Linked DNA regions of Pan troglodytes: region 2 is linked to region 1. A link is a contact called in public Hi-C data. All regions are on one chromosome and are shown on one strand. Each heading gives the region's core, a stretch centred on a gene start, on an enhancer-like site or on the middle of the called end of the contact. The rest is flanking DNA. Distances are from core to core; before and after follow the strand shown.

The links. A called contact is a pair of places that touch in the nucleus more often than the background predicts.
Region 2: a Hi-C map of stem cell-derived neural progenitor cells shows a contact between it and region 1, with 2.2 times the contacts expected there. The contact joins the promoter of LENG8 here to the promoter of RPS9 in region 1.

The regions. Positions count from the first base shown.
Region 1 is chr20:57,016,246-57,024,151 of NHGRI_mPanTro3-v2.0_pri, reverse strand. It overlaps RPS9 (ribosomal protein S9), which reads right to left and starts at 4,294. Exons shown (of 5, transcript XM_016946984.3): 1 at 3,713-4,294; 2 at 3,326-3,447; 3 at 2,998-3,120. The coding sequence starts at 3,422.
Region 2 is chr20:57,275,617-57,283,522 of NHGRI_mPanTro3-v2.0_pri, reverse strand. LENG8 (leukocyte receptor cluster member 8) reads right to left here and starts at 4,024. Exons shown (of 16, transcript XM_054673503.2): 1 at 3,886-4,024; 2 at 1,804-1,896; 3 at 920-1,094; 4 at 433-534. The coding sequence starts at 1,841. LOC129138085 (a long non-coding RNA gene) reads left to right here and starts at 4,143. Exons shown (of 3, transcript XR_010153973.1): 1 at 4,143-5,027; 2 at 5,928-5,993; 3 at 7,080-7,906.

The sequences.
Region 1 (7,906 bases), core at 3,045-5,544:
TTGTACCAAAACAAACAAAAAAGTAAAACTAAATTAGCCGGGCATGGTGGTACATGGTGGATTGTGGTCCCAGCTACTAGAGCTGAGGAGGATCACTTAAGCACAGGAGGTCCAGGCTGCAGTGAGCCACGACCATGCCACTGTGCTCCAGCCCGGGAGACAAAGTGAGATCGTCACCATTAGGCAAAACAAAGGCATGATTTTAAAAAAATGTTTCACATTTATTATCATTTTTGAGACAGAGTTTCGCTCTTGTTGCCCAGGCTGGAGTGCAATGGCGTGATCTCGGCTCACTGCAAACTCCGCCTCCCGGGATTCTCCTGCCTCAGCCTGGGATTACAGGTATGCACCACCACGCCCCGCTAATTTTGTATTTTTTCAGTAGAGACTAGGGGGTTTCTCCACTTTGGTCAGGCTAGTCTCAAACTCCCGACCTCAGGTGATCCGCCTGCCTTGGCCTCTCAAAGTGCTGGGATTACAGGCATGAGCCACTGCACTCAGGCCCACATTTATTAAACCATCTATCTCCTGAAAAAGAACAGGAGAGTCAGCCACAGGCAAAACCTTTAAGTATGAAGACAATAGTTTTCAACAGCACAATAAACCTTACACCTTCAACAAAAGCATGTCCTACTGCTGAGGCTCCGCTGGGCCAATGCACCAAGAGAATTTAAAATGCTTTAAAAATGCAAACCAGGGAGGACCTCAGTGGGAAACAGGTCCTTGTCATCATACAAGGCAGTCAGGTATTACAATGCCTTCATTTCTTATCTGAAAAATGGACATGACTCCTACATTTCTTCACAGTTGTGCTGGGGGGGGGGGGGAGTTCGTGTTGTTTTGTGTCTCGCTGTCACCCAGTGCAGTGTCGCGGATCTTGGCTCACTGCAATCTCCGTCTCCCAAGTTCAATCAATTCTCCTGCCTCAGCCTCCCGAGTAGCTGGGATTATAGGCACACCACCATGCTCGGCTAATTTTTGTATTTTTCGTAGAGATGGAATTTCACCACATTGGCCAGGCTGGTCTCGAACTCCTGACCTCAAGTGATCCGACCACCTCGGTCTCCCAAAGTGCTGGGATTACAGGCATGAGCCACCACGCCTGGCCTCTATCTGTTGATTATTAACTGCCAGCCAAATGTTGGCGGCTGTTCAGTCTTAACAGACGAGACTCAGAATCTCGCTAGTCACACATCTTAGTGGGAAAGGCTGGATCTGAATCAAGGCAGGATTACACCAAAGAGCAAACATCCAAGCTCCTCCTTCCTGTCCCTGACTAGGCTAGATGGCTTCATTTACTAGAAAGCGTACTCACCTGAACAACTGTGTACCCCTTGGGAATTTTCACTTCTGCCTTGGAAAACCACAAATAACCCTCAGACACCTGCACCGCTTTCTCACATGACTGTAAGTTTCATTGCAATTAGGATCTATGTCCAGAAAGTCCTCCCTAAAACCAGAACCAGCTGTAGCCCACTCCCCACAGAACCCTGGGATGAATTCCCACCCAGCATCAGTATCTATGGGGGAGGGATCTCCAGCACTTTCATGAGATTGCCAACGGGGTCTACAAATTGACGAAAAGAATGAAAGGGTCAGGTGCGGTGGCTTACACCTGTAACCCCAGCACTATGGAAAGCTGAGGTGGAAGGATCACTTGAGGTTAGGAGTTGGAAACCATCCTGGGCAACACTGCAAGATCCTGTGCCTATTTAAAGAAAAAGCTTCTAACATCTGCAAGCCTGGGACAAACTGTGACAATCTGTGGCTAAACATGCTCCAGGACTTTCTCAACGCCTAACATGGATGACCACTCTCATGCCTAACAGTCAGGGCTCAGGTGTAGAGACTGCTTTTCACCATAAATCATGACTACCCAAACTCAGGCAAAAGCAGCGTCTCAGGATATACTAATGCCAATCTTGGTCATGCCAATCTGCTGTAGAAAGCACTCCAATAACACCGCATCTCAGAGTAGATTTTAAAACAAGATGGTTAAGATGGTACACTTTCAAGTTAATGTATATTTCACCACAATTAGTAAAGTAAGCCTAAGTCTACGTGATCTGCATGCCCTCCTAAAGTCATCACCTGAAATGCTGTTCCCTGAGACATTTTACAGATTCTCTCCTGTTCAGGCCTTTGCTAAATACCACCTAAATGTCCTTGACCAGCTTAATAAAACAAGCACCAGCCTGGACAACATGGTGAAAACCCATCTCCACTAATAATAGAAAATTAGCCAGGCTTGGTGGCCCATGCCTGTGATTCCAGCTACTTAGGAGGCTAAGACAGGAGAATCGCTTGAACTCTGGAGGCGGAGTTTGCAGTGAGCCAAGATTGCGACAACTACACTCCAGCATGGGCAATAGAGCGAGACTCCGTCTCAAAAGTAAAATTAGCCAGGTGTGGTGGCATGCGCCTGTCTGTAGTCCCAGCTACTTGGGAGGCTAAGATAGGAGAATTGTTTGAACCCAGGAGGCGGGGGTTGCAGTAAGCCGAAATTGCGCCACGGCACTCCAGCCTGGGCGACAGAGCAAGACTCCGTCTCAAAAAACTAAATAAAACGAGAAAACTTAATTAAAAAAACAACAAACCAAGCAAATGTGCAAACCCTGTTATCACCATCACTTAGCCCAGAAATTCCACTTCATAGTCTACTCTCATCCACTAGCAAACAGGCCACATAAACAGAATTGTTTTGAGACATCATATAAAGATATAGACGGGTGCCCAGGTGTGCCAGGCCTATCTTTATCTCTGGTCATTACTAAACTGAAGGTCCAGTAACTGGGCAAAAAAGCCACACACCTAAGAAACAGGGCAAAGACTGATCCAGATACACTTTTCCTACTCCACAAGTGCCACTAAAAGTTAAAAGGCTGGCTCCATTTATCCAATGACACAACTCTCATCACTGGAACAGAGGCAACAGAAGGGAGAATGAACCTCACAAGCCCTGCACCCCATCCCTCTGCTGTGGACTCCCATACGCACCTTCGAACAGACGCCGTGGGTCCTTCTCATCAAGCGTCAGCAGTTCCCGAGCGGCCTTGCGGATCTTGGCCAGGGTAAATTTGACCCTCCAGACCTCACGTTTGTTCCGGAGCCCATACTCGCCTGGTGGGGAGAAGGGGGTGGACAAGTGTAGTCCCACGTACTGGCACAACAACTAGACTGGCAGCTTTGGATTCACAAAACCTTCCTAAACCACGAATAGTACCAAATTTAGGGGACGGACTAGATAGAGTACATGGGCGCCTTCATCCACGTGCTAACCGCCTCCCGGAAGCCGAACCACTTCCCGGAAGCCTTGGCCACTCACCGATCAGCTTCAGCTCTTGGTCGAGACGAGATTTCTCGAAGGGTCTCCGCGGGGTCACATAAGTTTTGCGACAAACCCAGCTCCGGGCCACTGGCATGTTGGCTCCGCTTCCCCGTCTGCGCCTGCGCGGGAGAGAAGCGTAAGGGCTCCAGACGGCGCCTGCGCAGTCCCACAACTACGCCAAAACCTCGCAGAGCCCAGATCCGATCTCGCGAGAATAACCTCCAACGCTCTCATAGTCAGTATCTGCCCCCACAACCGTGCTGCACTCCCGTTCAACCACCCTGCTCTGTTTCCTAACGTCTTTAGCTTACTCATGGAAACTCGGAAGGCCCGGGCCACCATCCAACCCAAACCCTAGAGAAAAAGCACACCACCGCACCTCACCTGAGCAAACCAGCCGGTCACTGAGAAAGAGGCGCGCAAGCGCCACGGCTGCGCTCTTATAGTAACGCCGGCGTCTCGTGACGTTATCACGCACCACGCACGTCAGAGCCAATCAGAAGAGGCGTTGGCTGGCTGAGAAGCAGTGGAGACGTGAGGCTGGGCTAGAGCGGCGTGCTAACCTGGGAGGACTAGGTTTTTTCCGGCCAGGGAGTGGAAACCTGAGAAGTAGGGAGAACCTTCCTTCTCCGCCCCTGGACGGTGGTTTTTCTTTTTCTTTCTGAGACAGGGTCTCGCTCTGTCGCCCAGGCTGGAGTGCAGTGGTGTGATTTCGGCTCACTGCGGCCCCGACCAACCTCTCGGGCTCGAGCGATCCTCCCACCTCCTCCCCAGTAGCTGGGATTACATGCACACGCCACGACGCCCGGGTAGCTTTTTTTTTTTTTTTTTTAACAGTCGGCGTCTTGCCATGTTGCCCAGGCTGGTCTTGAACTCCTGGCCTCGAGAGAGCCTCCCGCCGTGGCCCCCCCAAAGTGCTGGGATTACAGGCGTGAGCCACCGCGCCCAGCCGAGATTATTTCTGTCACTAACAATAATGTGGCATTCTGGAACGCTATGTGCCACATACTGTTCTAAGAATTTTAAATGTATTTACTCAATCTTCAATACATACTTACAGAGCACTCTCAGAGCAGTTGCCCCCCCCCCCCATGGTACTATTATTATCAATAGCCACTTAAGGGGTATTAGTATTATTATCAGTAATTTATTTTATTTTTGAGACGGAGTTTTTCGCTCTTGTCACCCAGGCTGGAGTGCAGTGGTGCGATCTCGGCTCACTGCAACCTCCGCTTCCCGGGTTCAATCGATTCTCGTGCCTCAGCCTCCCGAGAAGCTGGGACTACAGGCGCCCACCACCATGCCCGGCTAATTTTTATATTTTTAGTAGAGACGGGGTTTTGAACTCCTGGTCTCCAACGCCTGACCTCAAGTGATCCACCCGCCTCAGCCTCCCAAAGTGCTAGGATTACAGGTGTGAGCCACCGCGCGTGACCTAGAGTTCTCTTTTTATATATAGTCTGGTTATTGTCTGTCTGTACACCCATCTCTCCACTCCGAATGCGATGGTCTGTCTCCACAGCTCGTGTTCTTCAGTTGTCTTCCCTACGCTGCTGCCTCGGCAGTCACTATCTCCTCAGGAAGCAGTCCCACCCGCCCCTTTCTCTTCCACGGCATCCACACCATCCGGATGCCTGGATTCAAATGCCACGTCACCACTTGCCAGCTGCAGTGCCTTCGACAAGTTTCTCAATCACTCTGTGCCTCAGCGTCCTCCTCTGTAAAACGGCGAATGATGGTAGTGCCTACCTCATAAGCTTGTGAGGATTAAGTGAGAGTCTATCCAGTGTTGAGGAGAGTGTCTGGCATAAATAAAGCGCCTAGTGGTAGCTACCATCGTCATTATTGTCATCTGCATTGTACTTCCATATCTTACAAACTACCTTGTTCAGTTTTATGGGTTTTTTGTTTGTTTGTTTTGTTGTTTTGAGACGGGGTTTTGCCATATTGCCCAGGCTGGTCTTGAACTCCTGGGCTCAAGTGATCCACTCGCCTCAGCCTCCCCAAGTGCTGGGATTACAGGTGTAAGCCACCATGCCTGGCCAAATTTTATGCATTTTTGTATCTTGAACACGCGTATATTATTCATCTGGAAGGGGGAAACGTGGAAGGAAAAAACTTCCATAAGTTTTCACTCCCTTCAGGATGAAGTCCAAGCTCCACAAATTCCGGGTGCCTGGTGATTACAGAGATGGTTTTATAATGGTGGTTGAACCTGTAGGTTCTCAAGTCTTAAAAAAGATCTGCGTTTGAACCTCAGCAGTCACTGACGAGCTCTTGATCTTAGGCAAATTAGCCTCTTCAAGAGTGCTAAATGGGAGAAAGTAACAGGACTTTCCTCATAGGGTTTGATGATTTAGAGTAAAAAAAAAAAAGAAAAGAAAAGAAAACCAGCACAGAGTCTTGTGTACTGAAGGTGCTTAATATCTTAACACAGCTGACTCTGTACAGTCTGGGGGCGAGGGGCACTGACCCCCAGCTCAGCCGAAAACCTCCATATAGGCTGGGCGCGGTGCCTCACGCCTGTAATCCCAGCACTATGTGGAAGGCCGAGGCCGGCGGATCAACTGAGGTCAGGAGTTCGAGACCAGCCTGGCCAACATGACAAAACCTGGTCTCTACTAAAAATACAAAAATTAGGCAGGCGTGGTGGCAGGTGCCTGTAATCCCAGCTACTTAGGAGGTTGAGGCAAGAGCATCGCTTGAACCCAGGACGTGGAGATTGCAGTGAGCCGAGATCGCACCACTGCACTCCATCCTGGGCGACAGAGCAAGACTGCCTCAAAAAAAAAGAAAGAAAGAAAGAAAGAAAATCTGCATATAACTTTTGACTTCCCCAAAACTTAACTACTAGGCCAGGCACCGTGGCTCACACCTGTAACCCCAGGTGGGATTTGGGAAGCTGAGATGGGCAGAGCACTTGAGCCCAGGAGTTCAAGACCAGCCAGGGCAACACGGCAAAACCCAGACTCTACAGAAAACAGAAAAATTAACTGGGTGTGGTGGCGTGTGCCCGTAGTTCCAGCTACTTGGGAGGCTGTGGTGGGAGGACTGCTTGAGTCAAGGAGGTTGAGGCAGCAGTGAACTAAGATCATGCCCCTGCACCCCAGCCCAGCTGGCAGAGCAAGACACTGTCTCAGGATTTAAAAAAAAAATTACTCGTAGTTGACTGGAAGCCTTACCAATAACATAGTCAATTAACACATATTTTATACGCTATATGTATTATATTCTGTATTCCTATGATGAATTAAGCTAGAGAAAAGAAAATATTGGCCGGGCGTGATGGCTCATGCCTGTAATCCCAGCACTTTGGGAGGCTAAGGCGGGCGGATCACCAGGTCAGGAGATCGAGACCATCCTGGCTAACATGGTGAAACCCCATCTCTACTAAACATACAAAAAATTAGCCGGGCGTGGTGGCAGGCGCCTGTAGTCCCAACTACTGGGGAGGCTGAGGCAGGAGAATGGCGTGAACCCGGGAGGCGGAGCTTGCAGTGAGCTAAGATCGCGCCACTGCACTCCAGCTTGGGTGACAGAGCGAGACTTCGTCTCAAAAAAAAAAAAAAAGAAAATATTAAGAAAATTCTAAAAAAGAGAAAATATATTTACTATTCATTAAGTGGAAGTGGATCATCATAAAGGTCTTCATCCTTGTCTTCATTCTGAGTAGGCAGAGGTGCAGAAGGAAGAGGAGGGTTTGGTCTTGCTGTCTCAGGGTGCCAGAGGTGGAGGAGGTACAAGGCAAAGCAGGAGAGGCAGGCATGCTCTGTGTAACCTTTACTTCTTTCAATCTGCATAAAAGTGGACCTGAGCAGTTCAGACCCATGTTGCTCAAGGGTCAGCTGATGAGATCTGGCCTCACCCTGATCCTCTTCAGAAGCATGCTCCAGTCATATGGCACCGGGCCCTCTTCCACAAACCCCTCATGCTTCCTCCTCTCTCTCTCTCACTCAGGCTGGAGCCCTCTAGCCCTTCCTCTCTGAAAGGAGCATGGGTAATATAAGAGGAACCCTTGGTTTCCATCATGGGTTGCCAAGGACCAGCTGGGCATGCTTGGGGAGCTGAATTCCTTTCCTTTTGTACAAGTGTAATAAAATCTAATTATGCCCCATCCATAGGACGCAAAACCATGTAGCTGTTGGCAAAAATGAGACAAGCCTGGGCATATCCAATAAGCAAGATGCAGAAGTGTGCATAGTATGCTACAATTTTCATTAATAAAAATGACCTTAACGTATATATATTTATTTAAAATATGCTTAGAAAGTCATGTAGGAGAAATTATAATTTCCAAATTGTCTCAGCCCTGATTTAAAAATTATAGTTTAAGCCACTCATTTATTTAGCAACAATGTATTGACTGCTTACTGTGTGCCAGGAACTGTTCTTGGACCTGGGGATACTGCATGAACAGGGGTAAATAAAACAAAAAGAAAAACCAAAACCTTGTCCTTAACTAGAAACAAATGCCAATCACCTGGTGAATGGATAAATAAAATGGGGTTATGTCCATACAATGGAATATCCAGCAGTAAAGAGGAACAAAGCTGGCCAGGCACGGTGGCTCATGTCTAT
Region 2 (7,906 bases), core at 2,775-5,274, 260 kb before region 1:
TAGAGGCTCTCTGAAGGCGGAATCTGAGCAGAGACCTCCAAGAGGCGGCAACACAGGGAGCACTGCAGCCAGGGCAAAGCAAGAGCGGGCCTGGCGGGTGCGGGCATCAAGGAGGTCTCTGCTTCGATGGCCATGGCAGAATGAGCGTGAGGAGAGAAGGGACCAGAACCGGGTATGTAGGACCTTGTGGCTCATGGCGGGGACCTAGGAATTTACCTCCTGGGCAAGTTAGAGGGTTTCTGAGCAGTTATCACTGCGATCTCCAGTCCATCCACCACCCGGCCCCATCCCGCAGACTCCACTTCACCTCGCTCTGCCCCAGCCCGTCCCGTCCCAGCAGACTCCACCTCGCCCCACCCTTCCCCGCCCCGCCCCGCCCCGCCCCGCCCCGCCCCGCCCCGCCCCGCCCCGCCCCGCCGGCTGGGGACTCACCATGGGATAGTAGTAGCTGTAGGGGTAGGCATAGTTGTACTGCTGGTACCACTGGTAGTACTGCTGCTGCTGCAAAGCTGAGGCTTCTGCCTGGGACACGTACTGTGGAAACAGAGAGGCACATGTGCCATCAGCAGCCCAAATCCACAGGCACACAGCCCCCAAAGGGCAAGCCTGTTTACTGGTGGCCAATTGCCAAGGGATGAAACTGGGTCCATGTATCTGCAAAGTGAGCCACTGTCTCTACCATGAGACTCACGCACGTTAGAGACCAGGGGCATGGGCATGGCCTCCCTCTTCAGAACCACATCACGCCCTAATTTCCTCAAGGAAACAGAACTTTTTCCCGTTCAGATTTAGATACCCTGGAACGTCTTTTTATGTTTCCCCTCAGAGCACCCCATCTGAATGATACAAGAGGACGCCAGACTGTGTCCCTCCCACAACCTCTAGCTCAGGGTACCCCAGCCCCACAAGGCCTTCTCACCTGTGCACTGGCCACAGGCCCATTGCTGCTGGACTTGGCAGAGCTGCCACCAGCTCCTGACTTGCTGATGCTGGCCAGGGCCTGGCGGGCCTTCTCCCACTCCGGGTTCTCGTGCATTGGCGTCTCCATGCCATTCTCTCGGCCTGCCCCAGCCACCATGCTGTACTGAGAAGACCTGCAGAGAGAGAGGACATCAAGTCACACCTGTTCTCCCCACTGTACACAGGTGGGCAAGTTGGGAGCAAATTCCAGCCCCTGGATCCCATATCTAACTGTTACTACCAATCTAAGCCTAAGTTTTCTGATCTGTACTATACTGACAAAGGGTTTCTGCTTCAGAGTCTGCTGGGAGGGATAAATGAGATCACCCACTTAAGGTACTTATCCCAGAGCCTGGCACACAGCAGTTGTTAAAACCAAACAAACAAAACAATTAACAGAACCCACAGAACTGAACACAAGCCCTGGCACCTCCTAGGGCTATGTCTTTCATGAATCAATGAATTCTGTCTGACATCACCCCAGTCGGCAGGTTATCACACTATTTTGAGAAAAAGTAAGGAATCAGCAGAAAAACAAATAAATGACTGTGTATTGAGTGTTGGGAAGCTGCCTCCTAATTACACTTGCTTGAATGAATCATCACAATTCTGCAAAGCAAGCGCTGTACTGTGAAAAACGAAAGCTCAGAGAGGTGAAGGCTTGCCCCTCTCCACACCACAACCAAATGCTTCCCTCTGTGTTTGCCTCACCACCACCCCCACCCACAGGGATTGTGGCATCACTTCCCCTAAGGCCACGGGAGGTCCCACCCCAGAGGACAGCACTGGGTCTTGCTTCCTCTTTCCCTCCCGACTGGCCTCCATCCCTCTCGCCTCACTAACCAATCTGTGCTACGTTGATCACCCACGTTGGCCGCCATCTGGACCTTGGGGTATAAGGGGTGGACCTCGGGAGCCAGACTGCTTTTTCACTGTCTATGAGAAAAAGAATGAGTTAGGGAGACTTAAGGGGGAGCTAAAAACACGTCACAAAGTGGGGAAGAAAAGTAGATGGACTCAAGAGAAGCCAGGCAGAAAAGGGGAGGCTGGCTGAGAAGCCACTGGGGTCAAGGATCTGAAGAGTTCTGGGTGTGGACTAGAAAGGCTGGAGTGAGGGGAAGCCCCTGGCCCCTTTGTAGAGCTCCAGGTGGAAAACGAAGGATTTGGAAACAGGGAAGCCAGAGCAGACTTCCCAAAGGGAAGGAGAAGGGTCTGAAACCCATGTGAGCAAAGAGAGGGTGTGATGAAAGGTCCAGAGGGTAGGGGTGCCTCCAACAAGGGGAAAAGGTCTAAAAAAAATTCTAGGGGCCAGGCGCGGTGGCTCACGCCTGGAATCCCAGCACTTTGAGAGGCCAAGGCGGGCAGGTCACCTGAGGTCGGGAGTTCGAGACCAGCCTAACCAACATGGAATAACCACGTCTCTACTAAAAATACAAAATTAGCCGGGCATGGTGGCATATGCCTGTAATCCCAGCTACTAGGGAGGCCGAGGCAGGAGAATCGCTTGAACACGGGAGGCGGACGGCGGTGAGCTGAGACTGCGCCTTTGCTCTCCAGCCTGGGCAACAAGAGCAAAACTCTGTCTCAAAAAAAAAAAAAAAAAAAAAAAAAAAGCTAGGGAATACGGGTTGTGAAAGGAACCTGAACCAAGAGGATGGATGCTATAATGAGAAGAGTCTGAGGGAACCCTTAAGGCTGAGAGGGTGGAAAGGTTTCCGAGAACTCTGTGAAAAGGGAGGCCTTTCAGGGAGCATCAAGGGGGCTGCAAGAATATTGGAGAAAAGAAGAAAATTTTGAGAGGAAAAGGGGATTTTCCGGAAGTTAAACCTGGAAGCAAGTGGTCGTTGAGCGTTCCTGAGAATGCCAACGTGAACCCCAACGTGAAGAAATGGGTTCTTAGCACTGACAGACTGATTTCAAAAAGGTCTCCGAAGGGCAGTAAAGAGACCTACGTGGGAGTCCTCAGTGGGACTACCCCTGCCTGCTTCCACGGGAGGTTCCCGGAAGCAGGGGTAGGGCTGGGAGAGAAGAGGGATCACCTTGGTTGGGTGTCTGGACATAAAGCTTTGGGAATGCCAAAGACGACCCAAAACATGTTCAACGAATTAAGAGTGGGGTACAGAGAGAACTGGAAGAAAAGTGGAGTGTCTCCGGAGCAAGGATTCAGGAGCCTAAACTCCCGAGAGGGAGTAGCTGATAAGTAGGATAATTAAACCCGCAGGAGAACCGGAATTCTCACGAGTTGACGGGATAGGAACGGGAGTCTGGAGCTGGGGAAAAGCCCTAGAAACGCAAAGGCTTAACTTAAACAGGACACAGGGCGTGGGTGGAGACGAGGGATCGTGGCGGGGACACAGGAAGAGGAGCCCCAGGGCAGAAGGGAGATCAGAGGTAAGGTCAGGAGTTGGGGGCTGGACAGAGGACTCCCGGACGGGTCTCAAGAACAGAGACAGGCATCAGACGCAAGGCCTGAGGTCCCGGGAGCACCTGGCCGTCCCGCAGGCTGGGCGAAGGCAAAGGAGGACGCCGGGTGGAGGAGGCCGCCCGGATCCCCACGACTAGCCACGGAGCCACTGCCCAGGCCGCGACTGCGCACCACGCCCCAGAAAGACGCGCAGGAGCCGCCCGTCGCCCGGGGCAACACCCGGTCAACGGCGAGTGAGGGGCGCCCCGGGGCCCCGAGAACTCCAAGGGAGAGGAACGGAAAGTAGAAGACGACGGCGCACGCGCGCTAGTGCCCGAACGCGCGGCCCCAGGCCCGGTGCGCAGGCGCAGTGGCTGCCCCTGCGCCGCCACACCCTGTCGACGCTCGCGCGCGGCGTCTGCTGCTGCGACGGCCGAGAAGGCCTCGGGGCTCGCGGGGCACAAGACCAAAAGGAGATGCTATCCCCGCCCGCCTGCTCGCCCGCCGCTCCCCTTACCAACCAGGACCCTTCGCTGCAGGGACACGCCAACAACCACCCAGGCGATCAGCAACACGGCCACGACACCGCTGTGCCACCCGGCTGGCTCTGGTCTTCTTTGGCTTCGACGTCCTGACCGCGGCGTCCTGACGTCACGCGGTGGCCTTGCACCGCCTCCCTCGGCCCTGAACAGCCAATGAACGCCACGAGCTACGCTTGAGCCCGCCCTCCTGCCCACGCACTTACGCAAGAACATTTTAAGGCAGACCGGAAGTCTGCGTGGGGACGGTGGCCCCGAGGGGACAAGCGTGGCCGCATTAGCTCTTTCTGCCTCCCACGCAGCCTTATTTTTTTTATTGTTGTTTTCTTGTTGCTGTTGTTGTTGTTCTCGGAGACGAAGTCTTGCTTTTGCTCTGTCGTCGCTCACGATAGAGTACAGTGGCGTGATCTCTGCTCACTGCAACCTCCGCCTCCTGGGTTCAAACAATTCTGCCTCAGCCTCCGGAGTAGCTGGGATTACAGGCGCGCGCCACTATGCCCGGCTAATTTTTGTGTTTTTAGTAAAGACGGGGTTTCACCATGTCGGCCAGGCTGTTCTCGAACTCCTGACCTCGTGATCCCTCCGTCTCGGCTTCCCAAAGTGCTGGGATTACGGGCGTGAGCCACCGTGCCCGGCCGCAGCCTTGTTTTGACTGAGTCAGTGGGAGCCATTACTGTTCCTAAATGTAAACTGGCGCGACAGGAGTTCCGAGATTGTCCACAGCACGGTGATGTGGAAGCCCTGGGGAGAGAATGATAAAGAAAGGGGATGAGGAACAGCTCCACCCGGAAGAGCGGGCTTCCCTAGCAAATGAATCTGGAAGGGCGCAGTGGAGGGGGCACGGCGAGTTCAGATGGACCGAGGCTGGAAGCTGACGCGGTTGGAGGGGGATGGGTGTAGCTGTTGGCAGTGGCGCTGGGGTGGAAGTGTGTGGGGTCACAGATGTGTAAGGGTGGGCGCGGAGCAGACCCCCGAAGGTCCCTGAGGTCAGGCTGAGGCATTGGACCAAATCCGTACATAGGCATTTCTCTGAACTGCGCGCCACCTTTTGAGTGCCATCTGTTTCCGTCCAGGACTCTGATACAACTATCCAGTCCGCTGCAGGGACCGGTCACTGTGTCACAGTAAGTGGTGGGATTTAAGAGGCAGTTTTCCTCCTCATGTTCTACCATTATGAACTTCTAGCTTGAAAAATACATACCATTTTCATAACTACGTATTATTTTGTTAGTGCTAGCATAGTAGATCTTTTTCCGTTATTTTACTCTGTGGGGGGGGGGTTGTTTTGTTTTGTTTTTGTTTCTGTTTTCTTTTTGGTACTAAGCTTTTTGTTCTGGAATAATTTTGGATTTATTCAAAACGTTGCAAAGACCGGGCGCGCTGGCTCACGCCTGTAATCCCAACACTTTGGGAGGCCGAGATGGGTGGATCACCTGGGGTCAGGAGTTCAAGATCAGCCTGGCCAACATGGTGAAGTCCCGTCTCTACTAAAAATACAGAAATTAGCTGGGCGTGGTGGCGCGTGCACCTGTAATCCCGGCTACTCGGGAGGCTGAGGCAGGAGAATCGCTTGAACCCAGGAGGCCGAGGTTGCAGTGAGCCGAGGTTACGCCATTGCACTCCAGCCTGGGCAACAAGAGTGAAACTCTTGTCTCAAAAAGAAAAAAAAGTTGGAAAGATCATACGCAGTCCAGCATGTTTTATGCCCAGTTTCTTCTGATGCTGTCATCACAAGCACCAACAAAAGTGGTTTGTTGTAGATACTGACATGATGCATTACTGTAACTAAAACCCAGACTTTACTGGGATTTCACCGCCTCTTCCTCCAATGTTTTCTTTACATGCCAGAGTACAAGCCAGGACCCACGTTCCATTTAGCTTCCTTTTACCTGTTGTATTTAGGGTGGGTTTCTTGTAGATAGCATGTAGTTGGATCTTGCTTTTTTTTGCCCAAGCGAACAGTCTCTGCCTTTTAAAAGAGGTGTTTATAACTGTACTTTTATTTTTTATGTCTTATTCTTTAGCATTCTGTACACAGACACAGCGATAAAATGAAATGACTGGAACTTAAATGTGAAAACTCTTTACAAGTAAGCCCACAATTAGATACATTTATCTTACATGTCAGGAAAAAAAAAATTATGAAAACAGGACAAATTATATCACAAAAGAACCCCAAAGTAGAAAAAATACCTAAGAAATGTGTCTAACCATGAAAAGTACTGTTCTCTTGGTGTCTTCACATCGTGTCTTCTGTGTACTTAACTACAAAACATTGTTGCCTCTGATTAATGCACCCTGTACTTATTTTTCTGTTGTCCAGTTACATATTTGGTTGGTTCCAGGGCTATGTTCATGTAGTCATCCAGGCAAACCAGCACCCCTCCCTTAATCCACTTCAGAATTTTACCCCAACTGTCTGATGATTTGCTCTAAGAAGTCACTAGGGGGTTGCTTTTTTTAAAAAAATCTATTATTATTATTATTATTTGAGACGGCTCTGTCGCCCAGGCTGGAGTGCAGTAGCACGATCTCAGCTCACTGCAATCTTTGCCTCCCAGGTTCAAGCAATTCTCGTGCCTCAGCCTCCCAGTAGCTGGGATTACAGGCGTGTACCGCCACGCCCAGCTAATTTTTGTATTTTTAGTGGAGACAGGGTTTCACAGTATCTCGAATTCCCGACCTCAGGTGACCCACCCGCCTCCACCTCCCAAAGTGCTGGGATTACAGGCATGAGCCACTGCGCCTGGCCGGTAGGGGGTTGCTTCTGAAAACTTATTTTAATAATCTTGGATAGGCCAGGCGCGGTGGCTCATGCGTGTGATCCTAGCACTTTGGGAGGCCGAGGCATGTGGATCACCTGAGGTCAGGAGTTCAAGACCAGCCTGGCCAACATGGCGAAACCCCGTCTCTACTAAAAATATAGAAAAATTAGCTGGGCGTGGTGGCACATGCCTGTAATCCCAGCTACTCAGGAGGCTGAGGCAGGAGAATCGCTAGAACCCTGGGGGGGTTGCAGTGAGCCCAGATCATGCCATTGCACTCCAGCCTGGGAGACAGAGCGAAACTCTGTTTCAAAAAATAATAATCTTGGGTGGCAGGAAACCTAAGTCATAATCCCGGCTCTTTTACTTAACCAGCCGTATGACTTGGAAAACTCGTTTCCCTTCTCTCAGCTCCAGATTCCTCATCTTGCAGCTGGGATCCAGAGCTCTCACTCCAGGAGCCCAGTCACAGCAAAAACCAAAACTGTACTTTTTTTTTTTCTGGAGACAGGGTCTCTCATTCTGTCACCCAGGCTGGAGTGCAATGACGTGATCTCTGTCTCAGCCCACAGCAGCTTCAACCTCCCAGGCTCAAGTGATCCTCCTGCCTCAGCTACGCAGTGTATGGTATTTTGTTACAACAACCAGAATGTAGTAAGACATTTATTGAAGGATATCTTGGTTCCTTCCAAGTTTTTGGCAGTGATAAAGAAAGCTGCCATAAACGTGCACGTGCAGATTTCTTTGTGGGCAGAAGTTTTCAACCCATCTGTGTAAATCCTGGGGAGCACTGTTGCTGGTGCATATTCTAAGAGTATGTTTAGGATTATGAGAGACCGCCACACTGTCCTCCAAAGTAGCTGTACCATTCTGCATTGCCAGCACCAATGAAGAAGGGTTTCTGTTGCTCCACATTTCTGCCAGCATTTGGTGGTGCCAGCATTTTGGATTTGGCATTCTAATAGGTATGTAGTGGTGTCTTGTTTTTTTTTTTTTTTTTTTGAGACAGAGTCTCACTCTGTCTTCCAGGCTGGAGTGCAGTGGCATGGTCTTGGCTCACTGCAACCTCCGCCTCCTGGGTTCAAGCGATTCTCCTGCCTCAGCCTCCCGAGTAGCTGGGACTACAGGCGTGCGCCACCACGCCCAGCTAATTTTTGTATTTTTAGTAGAAACAGGGTTTCACCATGTTGGCCAGGATGATCTCGATCTCTTGACCTCGTGATCCACCTGCCTTGGCC